Regions from separate parts of the Zea mays genome. Here regions 1 and 3 are each linked to region 2. The links are chromatin contacts, called in public Hi-C maps. All regions are on one chromosome and are shown on one strand. Each heading gives the region's core, a stretch centred on a gene start, on an enhancer-like site or on the middle of the called end of the contact. The rest is flanking DNA. Distances are from core to core; before and after follow the strand shown. Region 1 holds the start of LOC107126293 (Dormancy-associated protein homolog 3). Region 2 holds the start of LOC100275401. Region 3 holds the start of LOC100279908.

Region 1 (3,058 bases), core at 387-2,886, 330 kb before region 2:
TTAGCGTCGTCACGACTGCGATGGACATGCTAGTACTGAATTATTGGTACCCGAAAGCACTAAACAATCCACGCCCATGGTAAGATATTTCTGTGGCAGGCAAGGCAACGCAAGCCAAGGTGTTGGCGAAAGTGTCCACAACACTCAAGCACGCATTACTATCGTTGCGTACGAGTATACGTAGGATTATACTTTTTTTACATGGCGACAAACATGTCTATTCGATTGGCTTTAATACGTACTTCTACATTTTTCTGTCTCTATAGACTAACAGTCCAAACGACAACCCTTAATAGTAGACTACACTGTACTCATACAGCAACAGCACTAGCTAGCTAGTAGCACATAACAGGAGCATCACTCTCTTCAAAATCAGCAGCACCTCACACCACGGAGATTTACAGGAAGATGACGTATATACATACACCGTTAACGCGTAGTATAACAGAACCGTGACCAGAAGCTCTGTTAAGCAGGTCGCATGGCCGGGGGGGCCTCTCTGTTCCGATCCTCCTTCAGTCCGCTAGCTGCTGCTGATGGTGGCTGGCTTCCTCCATCCTTGTGCTGTGTCCTCGTCTTGGCCCGGCCGGCTGCTTCAGCGGTCCAGCGAACTGATCACCACCCTGCCGTGGGAGTCCGAGACACGCGGATCAGATTTCAGATGATGTACCATGCCAACTCTGTTCGGAGGCAACAGGACATAGTATTTATAATACGCACCAGTCGTACACAGTGGGGCTCCTCGGCGTGCCGGGGGCGTCGGCGCCGTCGGCCATCCTGCCTTTCCGGCGCAGCTTCTTCCAGCCCTCTCCCCTGGGCGTCGTCGCTGCAGCATCACGGTGGCAACGTACGTACAGAAAAAGAGACCACAACATCAGCCGGGGGTGTGCGTGTGTATGCTTCAGATCTCCAACATTCGACTATACAAAAGTAGCTTCAAATTCGCTACAGAATTCCGCTAAAACGAAGCGTGCAGCTGCGAAATTATTAACCAGATACCGTATATTTCTTTTCTTTTTTTCTTTTTGCTTTTTACAACGCTGACTGACCCAAAGATCCCTTCCGCGAGCTCCAACGAAACAGTCAAACACCGCGCAGCGACGACGAGAACTGGGGGAAAAAAAAGAAGAGAAGGTGACGGCGAGAGCTGGTGGTCACCTGCGCCGAAGGGCGAGTCCGGAGCGCCGCTTGCGGGCGACGGCGACGACGGCGCGGAGCTGGACTCGCTGCGCGGCGACGTGGCGACGGACAGCGCCGCCGGCCGCAGCATGGTGATGCTCCGCGTCACGGCGGGCGGCGCCGCGCCCTCCGCGGTCGGCGACGGCGCGGCCGACGAGGGGGAGAAGGACGCGTGCTTGCGGAGCTTGCCGAGGCCGGAGTCCGGGCGCGGCCCGGCCACCGTGTCGTCCCACAGCTGGTCCAGAAGCCCCATGCGCGCTCTGCTAGCCTACGTGCGTGGAGCGCCCGGCGTGCTGCGCGTTTTGCTTAGAGACCGATGGTCGTGCTCTGTTTTTGTTTGGTTCTTAGATGTTTATCGTTGTCCTTGGGCGAGGACGAGAAGGCTTAGATCTGAACTTCAGGCGTGAGGTGTGTAGTGCGGTCTCTCCTCTTATGTTCTATGCTCCTTTCTTCTTGGATTTGCAGGACCAAGGGAGCAGTGCGGTTTTATAGAGGATTTTTTGAGGGCGAAAAGAGGATTTAGGCGATATTTGGGGGGCATGTGTAATTTGGGACTATCAGTTTTCTTTTCCATCGTGTCTTCCCTTTTTCCAACAGAATCTCAATTTTCGGTATTAGAACTGTGTTACAAGACAAACGTGTTAAAAATATTGGTAAATTTTAAAGTAAAGCTGATATACAGCGAACTAAATGTATGTTTGGTTTGACTTTTGGCTTGACTTTTATCTCCTAAACTAAAACCAAAGGGATTGGATCCAAGAATCAGCTTTTTCTAAAAGTTGACTTTCTCGCATTGCAAAATTGAAAGCACTCTCGACATATTTTTAGTAGCTTTTTGATGAAACTGTGAAAACATATATCGAATAACTTTTAATAGCTTTTAGTGGTTTCCACTAAACGATTTTTAGCTTTTTAACAGCTCACGGACCACAACAGCTTTTTCCACAGCTCACATTCTACAACAGCTTTTTACACAACCACAGACCAACCAAACAGACCCTAAAGTTGGTGGCACAGAGCAGTCCCGGATAGGGCTGGAAAATAAGCTCGAGGCTCGCGAGCCGGCTCGAGCTCGGAGCGGCTCGCGAGCTTTGCCAAATTACTTAATATGTAGAATAATGATGGATATTGAGTAATTTTATAGATAGTCAGTTTGTTTCTTAACGTTTCATGATAAATATATGACAATCAATAATTTAGATTACTCATAATGATAAATGATATCTATATATTTATATTTATATACTAATAATTCACTAGATAATGCAATTATATATATCAGGGTGTGGCTCGCGAGCCGAGCCGAGCCTGTCTCCCCAGCTCGTGAAATGGGCGAGCCGAGCCGAGCTCGGCTCAGCTCGTTTCCAGCCAGTCCCGAATACTCCTGCCGTCAGTCTCGGCTCCCAGCTCAGTGAACGAGAAGGTATAGCACTCCTCAGTACCATTTACCCTTTTTCTTATTCTTTAGCATGTAAATGCGAGCACATTCCATAAAACTGGATCCAGTGCACCGGGTCTGCATTTACTGTCATCTCACTATCGATTGGTCTATATCTACTAACATCAATCTTTATCTACCATAACTTATCAGTGCACAGCCTTTACCGTCAGTCTATAGCCACATCAGGTGCCACATTAGCTTTTCTTCCACAGACTCACAATTTTTAGTTCAAATAAAATACAAAAAACATTAAAAACATAGTTCATTAAAAAAATAAAACTATATAAATTGAACAAAGTTCATACAATCCAATAGATTAAAAATAAATAAAAATACAAAAGCTCATATAAAAACAACTCGTCGTCCTTCTCGTCCTTGTCCACCTCATCTTCTTCATTGGTTCCTTGTTCATCTAATTTTAATTGTTTGGCCAACTGT
Region 2 (3,510 bases), core at 494-2,993:
AGGGGCTTGGTGCGCTCTGTTGTTGGATTGATTACAATGTTACTGTAACGCGTTTGAAAACTTGATGTTAGTGTTTGTGTAGTTTGGATGAGTGCCATGTGTTTTTATTGGTTGTTTTTTGTTTGGACCTCTCTCTCTCTCTTCTTAATGCAATGATGTGATGTCCTCCTACACGTTTGAGAGAAAAAGAAGGGCATCAAATTTTAGATACTCAACTGTTCACTACTCACACAAACACAACCACAGACTGGCACTCAGTTAGCCTACAGTACTAACTAGCAAGAAGAGTTGAACCACAACTTGTATCCCAACAAACTAATTTTAGGTCGAGTTTTGGTCTAGTCAAAAGTTAATTAGAAGTTCAGTATCAATTCCTCTCCTGTTCCATATATAAGTGTACTCATTTCTACGCTTGCTAATCAGCATCTGCAACTTGCTACTCTTATGCAGGGAAACATTAATGTGAAACAGAAAAATGCACACCCATTAAGCATAAGGTAATGAAGCCCAGACTAAATACCTGTTCAAAGTAAGGCACAGCCTCCGATGCCGGCCTATTGTTGAATGAGACAATGGCATTAGCCTAAAACGAGAACCCAACATAGAAATAAGATCAAAAGCACTTGGCGATCAGAATTATTATATGAGATTATATGAAATTTTAAATAATACAAAGCTTCTTTTTTGATTCATTATACTGAAACATTAAAACAAACTGAAACTTTGCAGACAGATTTTTCATCAACAAAACATCAGCGGACCTCTGGTATCCTTTCTGAGAAGTAGCTTCCCACTAGCAGCTGAAGCAGTGCCCCGTTGCTGCAAACCATGACAACAGAACAATTAAATGAACACATCAACAAACCAGAGCTCGAGGCTTCCTCCGAGTCAAATCATCGAACAAGTAGCGTGCGACAGCCCTCGATGAAATCACCTGTGGCCAACAGAGTAGAGCGGGAGCTCCGCGATGTCCAGGGCGCTGAGGCCGGCCTCCGGGAGCCCCGACGCGAGCAGCGCGTCGTAGCAGGCATGGAAACTCTGGAATACCTCCCGCGCGGCGGCCTCGTGGTCGAAGGTGACGTTGTATGGTACGCACACGACCACAAAGCCCTCCAGCGCCAGGAGCTCCAGCAGGTAGCTGCGAGCAAGTGAGCAACCAACCGCGCGATGAGCCAAGCGCACCAGTCACCAGTGCGGGTCCAACGGAACCGAATGAAACCCATTGTAGCCGACCGCCGGAACGGAATGGAACTCACGCGCTAACAAAGTTACCCGTAGGTGACCTCGGGGACGGCGCCGATGAAGGCGCCGCCGAGGAACTTGATGACCGCCAGCGGGCGTCGACCGCGCGGGGGCGGGAAGATGAGGCAAGAGTGCTCCCGCATGTACGGCTTCCTCATCGGTGGCGCCATCCTGGGACTGGGAGCCCCGAGCATGGCCAGCGATCCATCGGGGCTGAGCGACGCGCGGCAGGGGAAGAATCTTCTCGATGGTGTGGCCCGGGGGAAATGTGCACATGAGCACCATACCCCTTTGAGCACCAGATACGTTCCCGTGGCGGGGTTGGCGCGGCCACGGGTAGCAAGGGGCCGTGGGTTCGCGGCGCGATAGGCGGCCGGTGCGGAGCAGAAGAGGTGAGCCGCCGCCATGGAAGATAGCAGGTGAAGCACGGTGAGCCGGTGAAGTGAGGCGGGCAACTGAAACAAACAATCGAACACGAGCTGACGATTTGGCCACGAGGCCTGCGTCGTGGCCGGGCGTTTCTTGGTTTCTGACTTTCTGCCTGGAGTTTGTGGCCGTCCGTCTTGTCCTGTGCCTGTCGGCCCAAAGCACATAATTTTTGGCACGACTCAGATTTGGCATGGTCCAACTTAATTGTAAGTCTGAGCCGAAAAGCACATAATTTTTGTCACGACCCAGATCTGGCACGGCCCAACCTCATTGTAGGCCTGAGCCGGCACGGCCCAATATGTGGGCCGTGTCTGGGCCTCAAGTCAAGCCCATGGGCCAGCCTGGCACGACCCATTTAACTAAGGCACATCGAGACCCACTAAATATAGACTCAGTATTTAACTAAGGTCCATCAAAACTCACATGACCAGCACAACTTGGAGAATCTAGAGCTTCAATAGGCCTTCGAGAACCAATACCTAGATGGGGATAGTGAATAGTGATGATGATTATTGTATATGTATTCTGTATGGCTGTATAGTACTCAATAAAACACTGAACAGAGAACTAAATATTATTTCTAAGCTATTTGTAATATTTTTTCTTTCTAACCAAAGGTTTTTAATGTGCATCCACAAAACATCTTAGTTTTATTTGGGTCATATATTCTATACTTTTTGTTTATCTATTGCTATTCTATGTATATGGGACCAGTCTGGCACATTAAGACATTTTAGGCTATTTCGGCCGGTCTGGTACATATAACTAATTGTGGATCATGATGTGGGCCGATGATTGGGCACACGTGCTGGTACGGCACGATCCATAATTAAATATGTGCTTTTGTGGACCGTGCCTTTGTGGACCGTACTTTTGTTGACATGTGCCGTGCCAGGCTGGCCCACGTGTACATGTATACGTCCCACCACGCCCTAGCTGTGGGCCAGAGAGTTTTGGCCCGTCCAAGTGGCCGTGCGATTGCTGGCTGCATGCCCACGCATTGACGCAACTGCCGGCTTGCGAAAAAATCCGTGTCAAAACCTTTGTAGAGCAGCTCTCAAATAAAAAAATAAGCAATTATTATTGTATAATTGCAGATAAAAATTAAAGCAAATACCTTATACCTGTAAAGTTCATGTAAATTCATAATTCTTGGCAATATTACAGAATTTACAGTTTTTTCTCGAACACTACAGAATTTACAGTTGCCCGGCCGAATCAGAACTCAGATGAGCACTACGAAGTCCGAACAGAGGTTATACAGGAATACAGGATTATGCTGACGCGGAAGACATGACTTTCAGAATGAAAACCTAGCCAAAAGCATTGAAGGTTTACTGCCTGGCGATTTTCCTTGTAAACCTTAGTAGATTCAGCTGTACACTTGGACTAATTACAGCTATACAGTAACAATAATAGAACCGGGGGGAGGACGAGACATCACCTGATCAGTTAGCATTGTTCTTGCACTGTAACTACTTTATATACAGTGTATGTGGGCAAAATTTGCTACCTCGAAATTTGGGTGTGCCTGTGTTCAAAGACATGAACAAAAGCACGGTATGTGGTCGAAGTCAATCGATAATTCGGTATGAAGAAATCCTAGATGATGCCCCCTTTGGAATGCGGGGATTTTTTTTCAGTTTCCTGCATTTTTTCTGTGAGAATGGACTGATTCCTGTGAAATTCCTGTATATTCCTCTAGAATTCCTGCATTTCAGAGGAAGCCTAATATCAGGGGCAAACTCTTATCATCTACTAGTTCCTCTTCCTAGGCATATCATCTGTTCCTCCGCCACCTGCATTCGTAGTAATAGTAAAAGGAGTTAGAAATTTGTA
Region 3 (3,358 bases), core at 481-2,980, 350 kb after region 2:
CCGTCAGCGTGCAGAGGTCCACCAGCGGGTTGGTCGTGAACGACGACAGCGGGAGGGGAATCATAGGGCAGAGGGAGGCACCGCGGGAATCACCGATACCCACCACACGGCTACTGCTGCTACGTGCGTTTTAAGGACATCCCAATTCATGTTTATTGGGAGATATATTTTTAGGATATGTTGGAGATGCTCTAAGGGGCACCAGTGGGCGACGACCATGAGGCACATGTAGGCGTCACCGCCGCGGGCATGAAGCATCAGCTACAAGTCACCAGCGAGCACCAGCAAGGTCATGAACTCACGATTAGGGCTAGGGCTTGGTGGGCAATGACGCCCCACGGTCACAGGCACTAGCGAGCAGTAGGGCGTACTGGCTAGCAGAGCACGCCTTGTGTTCGTAGCTGGGTGGACACGGTTCAAGCCCCTCCATATCCTTTTTTTACCTATTTACACCATTTATTCAATAGGTACACAATGCAAATGACCCGGCTCGACATAGTTAGTGGGCTACCGTGTCGTGCTTGCCCCGTGGCTTTGGCACGTGGGCCGGCTCGGCACGACCCGATTACCTAACCGTGCTAGGGCGTGTTGGGCCACGCCGCCCGTTTGGCCAACTATAGGCACCGGCGCAGCCGCGTATGGCGAAGGAGCCTTTGGCCACCTAATGGTTGGGTGGTTATAGCCAACTGGTACCGTCCGATCGGTGTCCGGACTTCGACGGACACAGTTGTAAGGGGCATCGATGGGCGATGGGGCATGAGGTACATGTAGGCGTCGCGGGGCGCGGGTATGAAGCACCAGCTACGAGTCACCAGCGAGCACCGGCAAGGTCGCGACCTCGCGATTAGGGCTAGGTGGGCAATGACAGCCGATCATAGGCACCAGCGAGTAGTGGCGAAGGACACAGTTGGAGGAGTGCATCTACGCCTGCGCGGACGGGGGTTGGGTGGGTGGGTGGGAGGTGAGAGGAGTATGTTGTTTGCGTTGCGCTAGGGATAGGATATATATTGGCCAAACAATACCGGGCCATATAAGGGTGGACACATTTTTTTTACCATAAATCGAAAATCGAACCGAAATTTCGGTATTTTCAGTAGTTTGGTTCGTTTTCGGTATCGTAATCGATTTTCACCGTATACCGAACCGAAATACCAAACTTTATCATTTCTAAAATTTGACCATTCGATTATGTGAACTAAATGTGTGATGCAATGAAATTGTTATTCACTTATTTTTATGTGATGTATGATGTATCTTTAAATATTTGTACATATATAATTTTTATTTTTTAAAGTTATATGTAATCTATCATATAAACTTATTTTATGTGTTGTGTTGAGTATTAGTTTAGTATTCAGTTTTTACTGAAAAACCGAAACCAAACTCCTCGATTTTTCATTTTCTATAAAATCGATCAGTTTCTGATGTCTCGAGAACCGAAGTGTTTTAAAATAAAAAACCGAAACAAAGTTCTAAAAAAACCAGATGCCTTAGGACCATATTAGTCCCTCCCTCCCTGCTGATAGAGATAGTAAACAAATTATTTTGCACATCCATTATCCATGTAGCCGCCGCGACCGCGAGCTGCGGTACCCGATGCACGCATCCGAATTCCGACGCACAACAACTCTGGCACCCTGCAGTCTCGAACCGCGCCAGCGCCAAGCCGGATCCCCGATCACAACCCCTACACCACACCACAAGTCCACAGGCCACACCGAATCGATCTGCACCAACACCAACCGAACACATACATGCACACCAAAAGCAGTCGCAGCATCCGATATTCCGATCCCGGCAAAAACAATTCTCCCAGAAAGAGATTATTTCGCCCCCTCACCAATCCTGCTCCCGAAATTCCTAATCTTTTAATCCGCGTTTTTCCTCCGTCCGTCCCCCGGCTTGCAGCAGTAATGAAGCGGAGGAGGAAAAGGAGAAAACGAAAAAGCGCAGGGAAAACAACACACCAGCACCCGCAGAGAGCAGGCACACATCAACTCATCAAGCTGAGCGATGCGTGTGATTGCGAGCATGTGAGCAGGCAGGCGGGCAGGGCGAAAATCCGAGGAGGAAAAGTCCGCGAGAATCTCCGGACTGGCCTCCCCACACATCGTCAAAAATCCAATCTTGACGCCTCCCTGGTCGAGCCGAGACTGTTCCAAAGTTTCTGCCTCTGTGATGCGTGCGGGATTGTTGCCAGTTGGTTGGTTGCCGCTGCTAATGAGGCCCGCCCGCCCGATCCCCGTGGTCGCCGTCTCCGGTTAATCCCGCTTCAGTTCTTGTACCGGTTCTTGGAGAGAGATTTTTTTCCGCCTCTCCCCCCCTGTGGATTGCGCCGTGTGTGTTTGTCTGGATCGTGATGGGGGCGTGGGCCGATTCGCCACCACCACAAGCACGACTCCTCTTTTTTATTGCCTCCGCACTGGGATTTGCTTTCGCGTTGTTGCAGTAGCTATTTCCGCGAATCGTCTTCTAGGGCTCCGTGTGTTCTCGCGCACTTTACCCTCTGTTTTCCCCATTCACCCGCACCGAATCCACCCCCTTCCCGGTCGCGTCCGGCCGTCGATTGAGGCCGTGCCGCCGCCGATTACGCCGCAAAATCGCGTCTTGGTAAGGCCGCCCGCTCATATTCGTGGGTTTCGCTGCGGATTTGGTCGGATTTTGGGGGATTCCTGATCCAGTTTTTGTGTCGCAGGGTTTGGTGCATGAAGAAGTGGGGTTGATTTCGAGGGGAGGTTTTTCTCCTGCTTGGCTGCCGTCGGGAAGGCTCCGGCCGGCCAGTCATGTCTCAAATCCAAAGCTTCTCGAGGAACAACTGTGCGCTCCTCGCGGTGCTGTGTGGGAAGTATGCTGAGAACCGCACACCAGCAGCGAGGTCTGGGCTGGAGGCGAAGCGGCCGCGGCCGGCTTACCCGTTCCCGGAGCTCAGCTCGGCTGGGCGATTGGAGGTCAACTGTGTGCTCCTTGCTTGAGTGCGTTCATTGCTGTTTCTCGCCTTTCTTTGTTAGCTGAATGAAGGGGCTTCTGAATGCAGGTCCACACCCTGTTCAATCCTACACCAGAGCAGTTCCTCGAGGCGCAGCGGGTGGTGCAACCTAACTTCTTGTACATCCAGGGCCAGCAGCTCGAGGATGAGAAGGAGATTGGCTCACTTGTATGGGGGGACGCCGATGTCTCTGATCCGCAGGCATTTAGCACTCTTATCAGCCCACCATTCCCAACAATAGTAAGCTCTACTATAGTGTGTGTAAATGGCTAAATGCTGTATTACTTGTTAGTCAATATGCTAGCTTGCAGTGCATTTAGCTGCTAATTAAACCACAAATACCAGGATGTGATATCAGCATCAGTTTCTAGC

Evidence for each region. A called contact is a pair of places that touch in the nucleus more often than the background predicts.
Region 1: a Hi-C map of leaf shows a contact between it and region 2, with 5 times the contacts expected there. The contact joins the promoter of LOC107126293 here to the promoter of LOC100275401 in region 2. A contact is called at or near these places in 3 of 25 Hi-C or Micro-C datasets (ear, leaf and tassel).
Region 3: a contact with region 2 is called in a Hi-C map of tassel, with 2.7 times the contacts expected there. The contact joins the promoter of LOC100279908 here to the promoter of LOC100275401 in region 2. A contact is called at or near these places in 5 of 25 Hi-C or Micro-C datasets (ear, leaf, leaf mesophyll and 1 more).

The regions. Positions count from the first base shown.
Region 1 is chr7:126,116,703-126,119,760 of Zm-B73-REFERENCE-NAM-5.0, reverse strand. It overlaps LOC107126293 (Dormancy-associated protein homolog 3), which reads right to left and starts at 1,636. Exons shown (of 3, transcript NM_001319095.1): 1 at 1,159-1,636; 2 at 721-826; 3 at 203-623. The coding sequence starts at 1,432. The coding sequence ends at 596.
Region 2 is chr7:125,789,008-125,792,517 of Zm-B73-REFERENCE-NAM-5.0, reverse strand. LOC100275401 reads right to left here and starts at 1,743. Exons shown (of 10, transcript NM_001350153.2): 1 at 1,273-1,743; 2 at 935-1,138; 3 at 762-819; 4 at 521-583. The coding sequence starts at 1,649. It overlaps LOC103632806, which reads right to left. Exons shown (of 12, transcript XM_008654538.3): 12 at 2,734-3,470.
Region 3 is chr7:125,437,433-125,440,790 of Zm-B73-REFERENCE-NAM-5.0, reverse strand. It overlaps LOC100279908, which reads left to right and starts at 1,730. Exons shown (of 16, transcript NM_001358052.1): 1 at 1,730-2,610; 2 at 2,696-2,948; 3 at 3,035-3,226. The coding sequence starts at 2,784.